2 separate regions of the Gossypium raimondii genome follow, and region 1 is linked to region 2. Evidence: chromatin contacts called from public Hi-C data. All regions are on one chromosome and are shown on one strand. The core of a region is the stretch at or near the end of the contact, and the rest is flanking DNA. Distances in the headings are between cores, read along the strand shown.

Region 1 (5,895 bases), core at 3,218-5,717, 140 kb before region 2:
GAAAGAAAATTGGAAAAGTAAAAAACTAAAATTGTAAAAAAAAATTAAAATTTTCTTTTTCTTTTCTTTTGGCGTGTTTGGTAAAAAGTTCAAAAATCGAAAGAAAAAATAAACTATTCATTTATTGTTCAATAAAGTTGAAAATGAAAGAAAAAAATGAAGTTTGAACTAATTTAATCTTCTCATTTCTTATTATCTGAATTTGGAATAATTTATTTTATATATTTTTCATGGATTTTTTAATCACACTCAAAATTTATATGATATTTTTGTAGCTTTTGCACATCGTATTTGTCAAACAAGCTAGCTAAATAAAATATCATCGTTATAAATCATTTTATATATTACTCCTTTCTACCATTTCTGGAACAACGCATTTTGGTTACAAGAAACCAATAGAATTTATGAACAGAGTTGTCCCAAACCAAATTGTTATCGTGTTTAAGATGCAAAACCTGCTGAAACTGTCTTTAAGTGTATTCAAAGATGCTAAAGTTTCTTATGGTTATTTAAATGCAACAGTTGAGGTCACAATCTACCCAAGAAACAGAAGGATGATACTGATAATTTTGAAGTTCTTGCAAAGATATTTTCATCAACAGCCATTAGACATGTGATAATAAACAATCAGCTATTCATCAGAACGAAAACATGGAAAACATAACTAAATTTGCCTAGGCAAGCTGCATCAACATGATGTAATAATATACAAGTGGAACTACATCAAAACCATCAACCTAAGATTCTCAAATCTCTTTAGCTTTTTTATGTCATCTGCTACTATTTTCCTCAACCTGGGAGCTGCCTTCTATATACGACACATTCCCCATTTTTTCACTTAGTGTCACAATGTCATTGTATATTTTCATAGAAGCCTTGGAGAATTCAATTAAGGACTCGAAAACAGTTGAAAATCCAGTCTGCAATCCATTTAATGTGATTCTTTGTGTTTCTTGCATGTGATTGTGGTGTTTCTCTCTTTCCACATCTAACCTCTTCCTCATCATCTCCAACTGATCTTTCTTCTCCGTTAGATATTCATTCTGCTGTTCTGTCTCCATCTCAGATTTATATTCCGTTAGCTTGGACTCCAAGAACCTGGTTTCTGCCTTCTGGAAGGCCATAGTCCTTCTATCAAGTTCTTTAGCCATACCATCAACTTTCCTCTTTTGTTGCTGTTCTTCCCCTTGCTGAACCCACAGTGCCTTTACATCTTTAGAAAAGCTTTTCAGTGAAAAGGTGACAGCCTTATCTGGTAACTCATCCATGGAAGTTAACCAGTTATAACATATAACAAGAAGTGGAGGCCCATTAGCTCCATATGGTGCACCAGAGCTCCTTCCTCTTGAATAAAATTCAACTTCAGGAACCAAGAACTTAGTTAGCCAACCATGAAGAGCCTGAATGTATGCTCTTTGAGCTGCAACATACTCTGTAAAGCAAGCACGCCAGTTTTGAAGCTCGGCTTCAAGTTGAAGCGTAGCAAGCCGGTGGGAATCGTTGCAGAATTTTCCATACAAAGGACAAGCAAAAGTTTTCACTTCAGAAAGGATTTTGTTTTGGGTTTCATGAGATTCAAGCATAACTTTCCAGGTTCGGGTTAGGCTGCAACAAAGGAAAAGTAGAATCAGAAACCCCAAGTTTGGATGAAAATTGAAGACACAGTCTTGTCTGGTTCTTTTTTGAAGATTCTTTTACCTACCCTTTTAACAGTTCAATAATTTGAGGCAATAGTTCTTCATCTCTTAAATTCTGAATTCTCTTTGAGATTGATTCGGCACTTCGAATCGCAATCAAGATTCTGGCATACAAATCCTTTACTGCAGCTCTGGTTTTATCCATTGTAAGCTCATCATATCCCTTCACATCCTGGTTTCTCAGTCGAGAGCATTTTCTCTCATATATTTTCCTTGTACTATCACCAGCCTGTAAAGTAAGTTAACAAATCAGAGTTTTATCCGAAGCAGAATTCATGCCATACATGCAAATGCAGAACTCTCGTAACTATGTTCTGATACGTGTCAAACATAAGTGTCGAATACGAGCTACATACAGTCCACTATTATGAACTCAAAAAGAAGCCGCCAAAGTTATTACTACTTCACACACTATACAAACCCTGAAATCTTTGTAGGAATAAATCATTAAGTTTGCAGAAAAATAAAGATTAATTGTTAGTATTTTTGTTTACCTTAACCTCTTCATAGAGCTTCTTTTCCCATGCATAAAGTCTTTCTAGTGTTAAGGAATGACTTCCTGAATCCATTCCCCCATACTGATCAAAAAGATCGTTCTTATATTCAGTCCATGCTGAAGAACTTTTAGAACTTGAAGCCACAAGACTCTTACATGATTGAGGCTTCGACAAAGTGGATCGATGCCATGTGATAGCTTGGATGAGTTTGGTTGAGTTCTCTGCAATAAAATTAGCAGAGTCTAATGATTACTAGATATTGATATGGACATTAAGACGATCCAAATTTAGCTTTATACTTGGTGGCAAGCATGGGATACGACTTACGAGTATGTTTTAACTTTTCTAAGTCTTTCCACGTATTTATCCGAATATGTGCTAGGCAAGGTAATAACTAAATGTTAGAGCCACATGAGCAAATGCAGGGTTTAACGGCTCAAAGATTTCCAGATTTTATAAACAAAAACAAATCATTGCAAGGCTTTTTATTTAACATCATGCTGGAGAGAATGAAAAAGAAACATAAATGGTGAGATAGCAAACACCCAAAGAAACTAAGACTCATGCAAAGCTAACCTGAGATACATACCCCTCTCCCTTTTTTTTTTCCTCATTTCTGGAAAAATACTTATAAAATGGAGGTCAGCCCACAAGTTTCAAGCAGAAGATAACTTCAAATGGAAACTTAACAGTTTTTCTGGAATAAGAGGAAAGGCTACCTCAACAGAGTAAAAGTTGAGTGAAGGGGAAAAAAAAAACCCACCTTTAATACCCTCCAGACCAGACTGTAAATGAACCATATTAGCCTCCAACATTCTTGAAACATCTTTGCCAGAATCATAAGCCCTAATGAAATAATCCTCAATATCTTTCAAGGCTTCTAAAAGTTCCCTTCCTTTTTCTGGGCTATCAATCACTGTTAGCCCTTTCTGTTCTCCTTGGCTCACATGAGTCTCTTCCTTTACTTTCAACAAGCCACTTTCACTCTCCTCCTGTTCCCTCTTAGTATCTTTTTCTTCAACAAGGACAACTTTTTTCTCTTCCTCTTTGGTATCTCCTTCCTCTTCTAGCTCTGGTATCCCTTCCTGTTCCCTCACCGCTCTTAAATCATCATCAGAACACCTGTTGTATCCACTTATAATCTCTGGTCTAACAACATCAAATGGATTAAAGAAGTCCCAGCCAAAATCTCTTTGTGGTGATGGCATTGGTGGCGGCATTTGCATATAAAAGTACCCACAAGGTGGTGGTGGTTGGTGTTGGTGTTGGTGTTGGTGTTGGTGTTGTTGTTTCTGCTGCTGCTGCTGCTCTTCTCTTACAACCTCTGGTTCAGTCTCTTCATCTGAAATATCTGAGCTTGTTGAAGAACCACATGACTCACAAGCAATAGCTTCATGGGTGGACTCAGAAGGTCTTTGTTGAAGCAACATTGGGTTGGTTATCACATTTTGATCAGTGGCTGGTGGTGTAGGTGGACAAGGTGGAGGAAAAGTGATGAGAAAAGGTGAAGGAGGTGATGAATGACGAGCTACAAAGAGCTTAATGGCAGCTGACACTGCATAAAGAGCTTGACAGTACCTAAAATGTGCTTCTGCAAGTGCATATCTTCTATCTACTGCTAACTTTATAAGTCGTTTCCTTTCTCTACAAATTGACACAACTTCTTCTTCTTCCTCCAGTTTAGAAGCAACACAACCCATTTCTCTTTGCTAAAGCCTGGAGAGTGTTTTTTTCCTTTCCTTTTTGTTTTTCTGGTTACAATAGGCGTAGAAGCTACTAACTTTTGAATATATGGGGATAGGGTAAAGTAAGATGATCTTTTGGAGGAATCTAAGTGTTCTTTTCTTAAAAGAAGGAAGAGGTGGGGTTGCAACAAATGGAAGAAAGAATGAGCTAAATTTTACAAGGGTTTGGGACAAGGCAAAAGAAGGAAAATGTAGCTTTATGAGAAGTTTTAGAACCATTTCATCTCTTGATTTAAAAAGAAAGAAAGATAGTTTTCTTCTTGAAATCTTCTAGCCTGCTAGCCCCTGCAAAGTATAAGATTTTAAATATAATGCCCTTGCTAAGATTAGTTACTTATTCGGACACTTAAAACATATTTAGTTTTGGATAATAGATAACTATGATGAAAGAGTGAGATTAACTGATAAGAGAAATGGCAAGTGACACAGTAAATGACAGAGTTAAAGGGCAAGAAAGAGATTAGAGATATTAAGGTAAAGTAAAGAAGGTAGGGGCTCGAGAAGGAGAGAGAAATCATTTTTTGTTTAATTATTTGGACACTATAAAATTGGTGTAAAACAACGGCAATCAGACTCTATTTATCTTTTTTAGTGCAATAAAAACACTAAAAAAATGTATATTATTTTTCTGAGAAAATTTAGCACAGGTTTTCTTATAAGCAGACAGTGTCCACCCCATTGGGCAGTCTGGTGAGTAAAAAGAAGAGTCAACTGTACTCTAGTTAAAGGATGGTGACCACACCACTGCAAACACCCCAGAGAAAGGAAAGAGAGTTGTCTTTTGCTTGGAAGTATGTAATATATTTTGTATTATATTATGCTTATGTTGAGCTTAAATTACTTTTGTAGTGTATTCAGATTATACAATCTCTCTAATATCATTAGGTTAATTGTATTACTTGTTTAAATTCTTTAATGAGTTGTTAAGTGGGGGAAATTACAAAAGCAGAAAGGTTTAAGCTTGAATGTCATTGTCTTTACTAATATGGATAAATCTGTTATCTTCGAAGATTTTTAGACTGCCTTTCCCTTTCTTTGACTGAGATTATATTTGGCAATAGGTGAATAGCATTATATTTTTGCAAGGATTTGGAATTCTGAGTGGTGATGTTTAGAAAAAGAAGGTTCTTGTTTGGTCCATAAATGAATTATATGATATGCCAGAAACTACTGACAATTCCACATGAAGTTGCAGGTTATAATTAGCCGGTGTTTTACAATGTGGCATCAGCTTCACTCTACTGTTTTCCCTTTTTTGTGAAAGGAAAACAAATCCTCATATGTTTGCAAATATCCAAGTTTAAGTTTGAGAATTAATGTACTTAACAAAATATTATTCATAAGATTCTTGGGTTTCAGTACAGAGGACAATGCTGAAAATTCAGCTGAGAAAATGCACCCCAAGGATCATGGGGAAAGGCCTCAAAAGTCCTCTAGAGATAAAAGAATCAAATCTCAATATTCCATTTCAAGTCAAAGTATTAGTAGTTTGCGCAATCCTAACACACAAACTCTATATGTAACTCACTTTTAGTCTGTGTTTGTCACCCACTGCAATTGCCAAATTACAGGTGTTTAGTTTACATGAAACCTTAGTTGAGGAGCAGTTGCAAATGCAAAGGGGTTTGTGTTAGTGGTGTTTTGGTGGGTTTTGGCTTTGTTTATTGTTTGATGCTGAAGATGAAGGCTCAATGGCTTTGAGAATGGAGCCATAGTGTAGGGTTGGAAGGACTAATAAATAATGTGAAGGGGCTATTTGGTGTGGGTTTAGCGAGAAAATGGCTTGACACAATCTGACAAATGTTGAGGGAAAAAAGCCACTATTCCTCACCTCGGGAATTGCCTACTTCCTCCATTTTCAATACCCCAAGTTTGGTTTGCCCCAAAAATATTGTATTCTCCCTTTGAATTGAACAAGAATCTAGAGTTGGATTAGATTGAATGTCAAGAAATAAA
Region 2 (5,560 bases), core at 1,927-4,426:
CAGCTCATTTTGGTATAAATAGCAAATTTTAATTAGGATATAATGGCATGTATAGGTTAAACCGGTCAAATGTTGGCATACACATGTTTTGGTTGTAAATAGCCATTGGAATGGCTTGTAATTGTCATGTTTTAATATATATATATATATATATATGGTATTATCATGTTTGAAGTATGAATATGATTATGCATATATGCATTTGGTATCTAGGTAAGTATAAGTTTTAGAATGACATAATAATAAATTGTCTATTAGGAAGCCTAAGGGTACATTGGTTGTATGTGTAAAATGTCAAGATTAAAACTTAGTTTTGGCTTCGTTTAAATGTCTTGAATTGGTTTTTGAATGTGTTAAAATGTTGATGTAGGTGGAAGACAAGTTTGGGTGAGAAATAAGGCTTGGAAATGGTCTTATTTTGTCCATACGGGCAGAGACACGGGCATGTGTCTTAGCCGTGTGTGACACACGGCCTAGTATATCGGCGTGTGTTTCGGTCGTGTGTCCCCTACATCTTAAAATTTCAAAACAGAATGCTCAAGTATTTTCACACGAGTAGAGACACGGGTGTGTGTCTCATCCGTGTGTATAACACGGCCTGGCACATGGGCGTGTCACTTGGTCGTGTGAACCCTGCACCTTAATTATGTAAGTCAGTATACTCACACGGGCGTGTGGCTCGACCGTGTGACTAAGTCAGTATACAACCTAATTTGGAACACGATCGTGTGCCTCACATCGAATGACCACACGGCCTGAGACACGGGTGTGTCACTTGGCCGTGTGAGCCACACGGGCGCGCGTCCGCTGCAAATAAGGAAAATTTTAAAATTTTGTGAAAAATTGCCTGAGTTCTCGGTTTAGTCTCGACTTGTTTCTAATGCATAATTTGGGCCTCGAGGGTCTATTTGAGGGACAATATGATTGATTATGTATGATTTAGGATATGAATAGTAAATGTTATGAATTAATTGTATTTGTTCTGTAATTTTTTATAATACTCTGTAACCCTGATCCAGTGATGGATACAGGTTAGGGGTGTTACATAAGTGAGATCATCTCCACAAGGATCGGATTAGGTACACAAATGGTCAAGTTATTATAATAAAGTTAGATTAATGTTATAGCAGAATAATGATGGTAAACAAAAGGAATATTAATATGAACAAAATGTGTAATTGATGAATAATTGAAAATGTTATGGCAATGCAAGAGTAAAAATGCAATGGCAATTACGAAAATGATTATATGAATAATATGTAACTGAACAAGTAAACAACTAAGGATGCGATGGCAAAGATACTACGGTAAGGGATAAGGGATATACGATGTTGAAATGGAAGGTTGGAATTATTAAGAATTTACCCTTACTGTCAGAAATACCTCGAAAAAATCGTAATCAATCTACTACTTAGAAGAGTTCTAAAGTGGTCTACTTCTTTAGAGAGCAGAAACCTCAAGTTACCTTCTTCGTGTCTATAGGTCTTTAATACGATACATTGCACTGTTTCCTTCTGTATGAACGTTGCTTTATGTCTAAAGTCTACTACAAGTATTTGTCGAGTACTTACTCATATCATTCAATTTTGGTCCAACTAATCCAACCTTTTCAGAATTAAATTAGTTTATAAGCATGTTGCATAGTCATCTATGTCTAGGATTGCACGCATACAATTTAGAAATAAAAACAATTGAATGAAATAGTAAATTAATTCAGATCTATGCTTTATAAAGGTTTCATCAAGTAATCTCAACCCTATAAGATTTAGCTCATGGGTTGGCAAATAAAATTCAAAACCAAAATATCATTCAACATCGTTTTCATCAAATCAATTCATGGATAAATAGTTAAGAAATAACAGAAGAACGTCGGAAAGACAACTTTTGCGTGTCCAGTTCACACTCTAGTGGCACAGTGTCCTGTGGTGGCTAAGAGGGACTGCCTTCATCTTCCTCTTTCTGTCTCTACTCAATTGCTACCCTCTAGTTTCGCCTATAGATCCCCACCCTTGTTCATCCTTTAAGGTTTCCTCCTTTGGCTTTTTATAGTTTTTTCCCTAGGGTAAATCCAACAACCCAAGTTATCTTTTTAGGTAGATTTTTTTGTACAAGTACAGTTGGGCTAAAACTGGTATGCGTTGAGTGTTGACTCGGTCTTCCTAGAATTGCCACAGCATTCGTGCTGACAAAATGTCCAACCTTTTGCCCTAGCAAACCTTCACTCTTTTATTTCTTGTTCCTCAACTTGCACCTACCAAACCACCAAACACAGCCCTACCACAAGCAATTAAAATTACATAATATTTAAACACAGTCCAAGCTCCTAATGCAATGATAAAAATACTAATGAAATGTCATAAAATACAACTAAATGTACCTAAGTACAAGTAATTGGCTAGTTCTAAAGTCATGCAATATAACTCTTTTCAAGAGATATCACTAGGATAGTAATTTTTGTGCCTCTGAGGTATGCATGCAATGGTTCAGTTAGGTGGGCCACGAGCAGTTCTATTCGTCGAAGGAGTATCTGATAGTAGGGGAACAACGTGTATCGTCAAGTCATCGACAAGCACATCATCAAGGTCATTTCTGAGCATACTAACCTCCTAGTCAAACCTGGACCCATCGACGCAGCACCAGCTCTCTTGCCTTTTCGATGTACTATTATTGTAAGCTTTCATACTATGTTGGTAATGGGCTTGGAATAGCCATTTACAAATAAAAGTGGGCTTGAACAGAATATGAGACCCATATTTCAAGTCGGGTTGCATTTAACAACTATGTATGGTACCTGGACCCAAGTCTAGCCCAATCCAACATGAACACTTTTAGTTAGAAGTGATACTTAAACTATTAATTGTATCATTTACCCAAAAAGTATATGATATTCAATAAAAAAACATGACACGTATCACATTTTATTTGTTGGTATTATTTTCTTTTTAAAACTAAGAAAAAATTAATAATTTATACAACACTTACTAAGAAAAGCCCTTTAAGAATCAATCTTGGAGTATTGTTGAATTAATGAATAAATATAGTTATATATATGAACCCACAAGACAGGAGATAACAGAATAATGGGCCTTGGCCCAATATAGAGTTTATTTGGGCTCTCTAGACCTTTTCTATAATGACTTCCGATTTCCATATAAACGACGTCGTTCAATCCGGACTTTTTCGCTTTCTTCAACTCCTCTCACAAGACCTACTGCTGAAGAAACTAAAACCATAGTCCACTGCAGGCTCGGCTCTCGATTCCCCCAAAATCCACCTCTTCCTTTCGTGAATCAAAGGTAATTTTTTTCTCCTTTCCTTTTGTGCTTTTTAAGTTTTAAGCATCTCCCTAATCAATATTTCACCTTTTTTTCCCCTTGATTTTCACGTCAAATTTCGTTTCAATTTGCATTTTTCAGATTCTCAAAGATGACTCAAGATGTGGAGATGAAAGAGCAACCAGCTCCGTCTAATTCCGTTCCTTCCTCTTCTCCATCCACTTTGCACCGTAAGTACAATCTATCTATGCATCTATAACATCCAAATGTCTCTAGCGCATATTTTTTGACGTTTGGTGATAGAAATCTGATTTTCTTTTAGCGTTTTCTGGACTGGTAACTTGTGGGTTTTCACGGATTTGAATAAAATTTTCTGGGTTTCTGTTAGATTTGAAGGAAATTGCGTCTCTGATTGAGACCGGTGCTTATGACCGTGAAGCTCGCCGTATTTTGAGGGCTATACGACTTACAATGGCTTTAAGACGGAAGTTGAAGGCATCCGTGCTTTCCTCTTTCCTTAGTTTCGCTCTTACCCCTGGATCCGAGGCCTTCACTCGTCTTTCTTCTTATCTTCCTAAGGTAATCTTTTGATGGAACATCGTAATATTCAGTTATTAATGTGGAAGTGTTTTTCCCCCTTGTGGTAAAGTGATTGCCATTCCATCCTCTTAGATTAGACATGATGTCTTAGTTAATTAAAGGCATTGAAGTGCAACAAATGCTAAAGATAGAAAATAATTGGTTGCATCTTTGAAGTTAATTTTTGGTGATTGGCCCTTTATATGATGTTATTTTCCCCGTTGTCACCTTCACCAGTGTAGTAGGCTTTCTGGTTCCAAGTTCAAGGAAATGCCTTAGTTGCCGGTCTAGTTTCTCTGTCGCCAGTCTAGTTTCTCACCTTACAGAAATATTTTGTTTATGAGTACAATGACTGTAAGTTAATAAGTCTTGAATTAATTGTTCTTTTAAGAACTCATGGCTTGAATTTGTTTCAGGAAGATGAGAATGAGATGGAAGTCGACACTGCAACCTCCACAGCTCAACCTCCTGCTAAGCATTCCTTGCCAGAGCTAGAAATCTACTGCTATTTGCTTGTCCTGATATTTTTGATTGATCAAAAGAAATATGATGAGGTACATTAGCAAATAATTTCATCAGGATGTTTCCTGTTTCTTGAACATGATGTTATCTTGTTTCAGGCAAAGGCATGTTCCTCTGCAAGCATTGCTCGGCTGAAGAATTTGAACAGGAGGACTCTCGATGTTCTAGCTGCTAGGCTGTACTTATATTACTCTCTTTGCTATGAACTCACTGGTACTCTTTCTGAAATTAGGAGGTGAGCTATACTTGATTCATTCCTAACTTTTGTCATATGCTGTCTTTAGCATCTTTTCTGATGTGTGTTTCCTTTTAAATAAACCTCAGCATGTTATGTTTCTTTTATTCATGATCAGAAGCACATATGACATTCTAGGTCTAATTAGGATGATCTTTAATTTGACAGTAACCTTCTAGCCCTGCACCGGATTGCAACATTGCGCCATGACGAGCTGGGTCAGGTAAATTTTCAAACATTTGAGCAATTATTTCTCTGATAGGATCATATTTTTAAATATTGTTCTCATGCAGGAGACTCTTCTTAACCTCCTACTTCGCAATTACCTCCATTACAATTTGTATGACCAAGCTGAGAAACTGAGATCAAAGGCACCTAGATTTGAAGCTCACTCAAACCAACAGGTAAGTCACGGTTTTCTGTTATCTTTGTCTTTGAACTGTAAATGTTAACCGACTGCATTTTTATGGTTATTAAATGGTTACCTGGAGTTTGTCATGGCTTATGGTTATTGTTGTAACTGTAAAAACATTATAGTTTGATTCCATTCATAAGACAAAGGTTATCCTCTGCAGTTTTGCCGCTACCTCTTTTACTTGGGGAAGATTAGGACAATTCAATTGGAGTACACAGATGCCAAAGAATGTCTCCTCCAAGCTGCTAGGAAAGCTCCTGTTGCAGCCCTTGGTTTTCGGGTTCAATGCAACAAGTGGGCAATCATTGTTCGATTACTGCTGGGAGAAATCCCCGAGAGGACTGTTTTTATGCAGAAAGGCATGGAGAAAGCATTGAGGCCATACTTTGAACTGACAAATGTGAGTTTGAGTTTGTGTAGTCGTCGTCTTACTTTATAGAGAGCCAAGTTTGATATTCCAAGCATGTCTTTCCTTGAAACGAAATGGAGAGAATCATGTGCATATATCCTCTCGTTATAATCATTTGGACTCTC

The links. A called contact is a pair of places that touch in the nucleus more often than the background predicts.
Region 1: a contact with region 2 is called in a Hi-C map of leaf, with 2.5 times the contacts expected there. The contact joins the promoter of LOC105785937 here to the promoter of LOC105785930 in region 2. A contact is called at or near these places in 2 of 2 Hi-C or Micro-C datasets (both in leaf).

Annotation. Positions count from the first base shown.
Region 1 is chr1:43,674,923-43,680,817 of ASM2569854v1, reverse strand. It overlaps LOC105785937 (protein ALTERED PHOSPHATE STARVATION RESPONSE 1), which reads right to left and starts at 4,467. Exons shown (of 4, transcript XM_012612145.2): 1 at 2,958-4,467; 2 at 2,192-2,415; 3 at 1,703-1,926; 4 at 537-1,605. The coding sequence starts at 3,894. The coding sequence ends at 771.
Region 2 is chr1:43,529,280-43,534,839 of ASM2569854v1, reverse strand. LOC105785930 (probable 26S proteasome non-ATPase regulatory subunit 3) reads left to right here and starts at 3,176. Exons shown (of 9, transcript XM_012612137.2): 1 at 3,176-3,296; 2 at 3,417-3,505; 3 at 3,664-3,854; 4 at 4,271-4,408; 5 at 4,475-4,611; 6 at 4,780-4,834; 7 at 4,905-5,015; 8 at 5,187-5,426. The coding sequence starts at 3,427.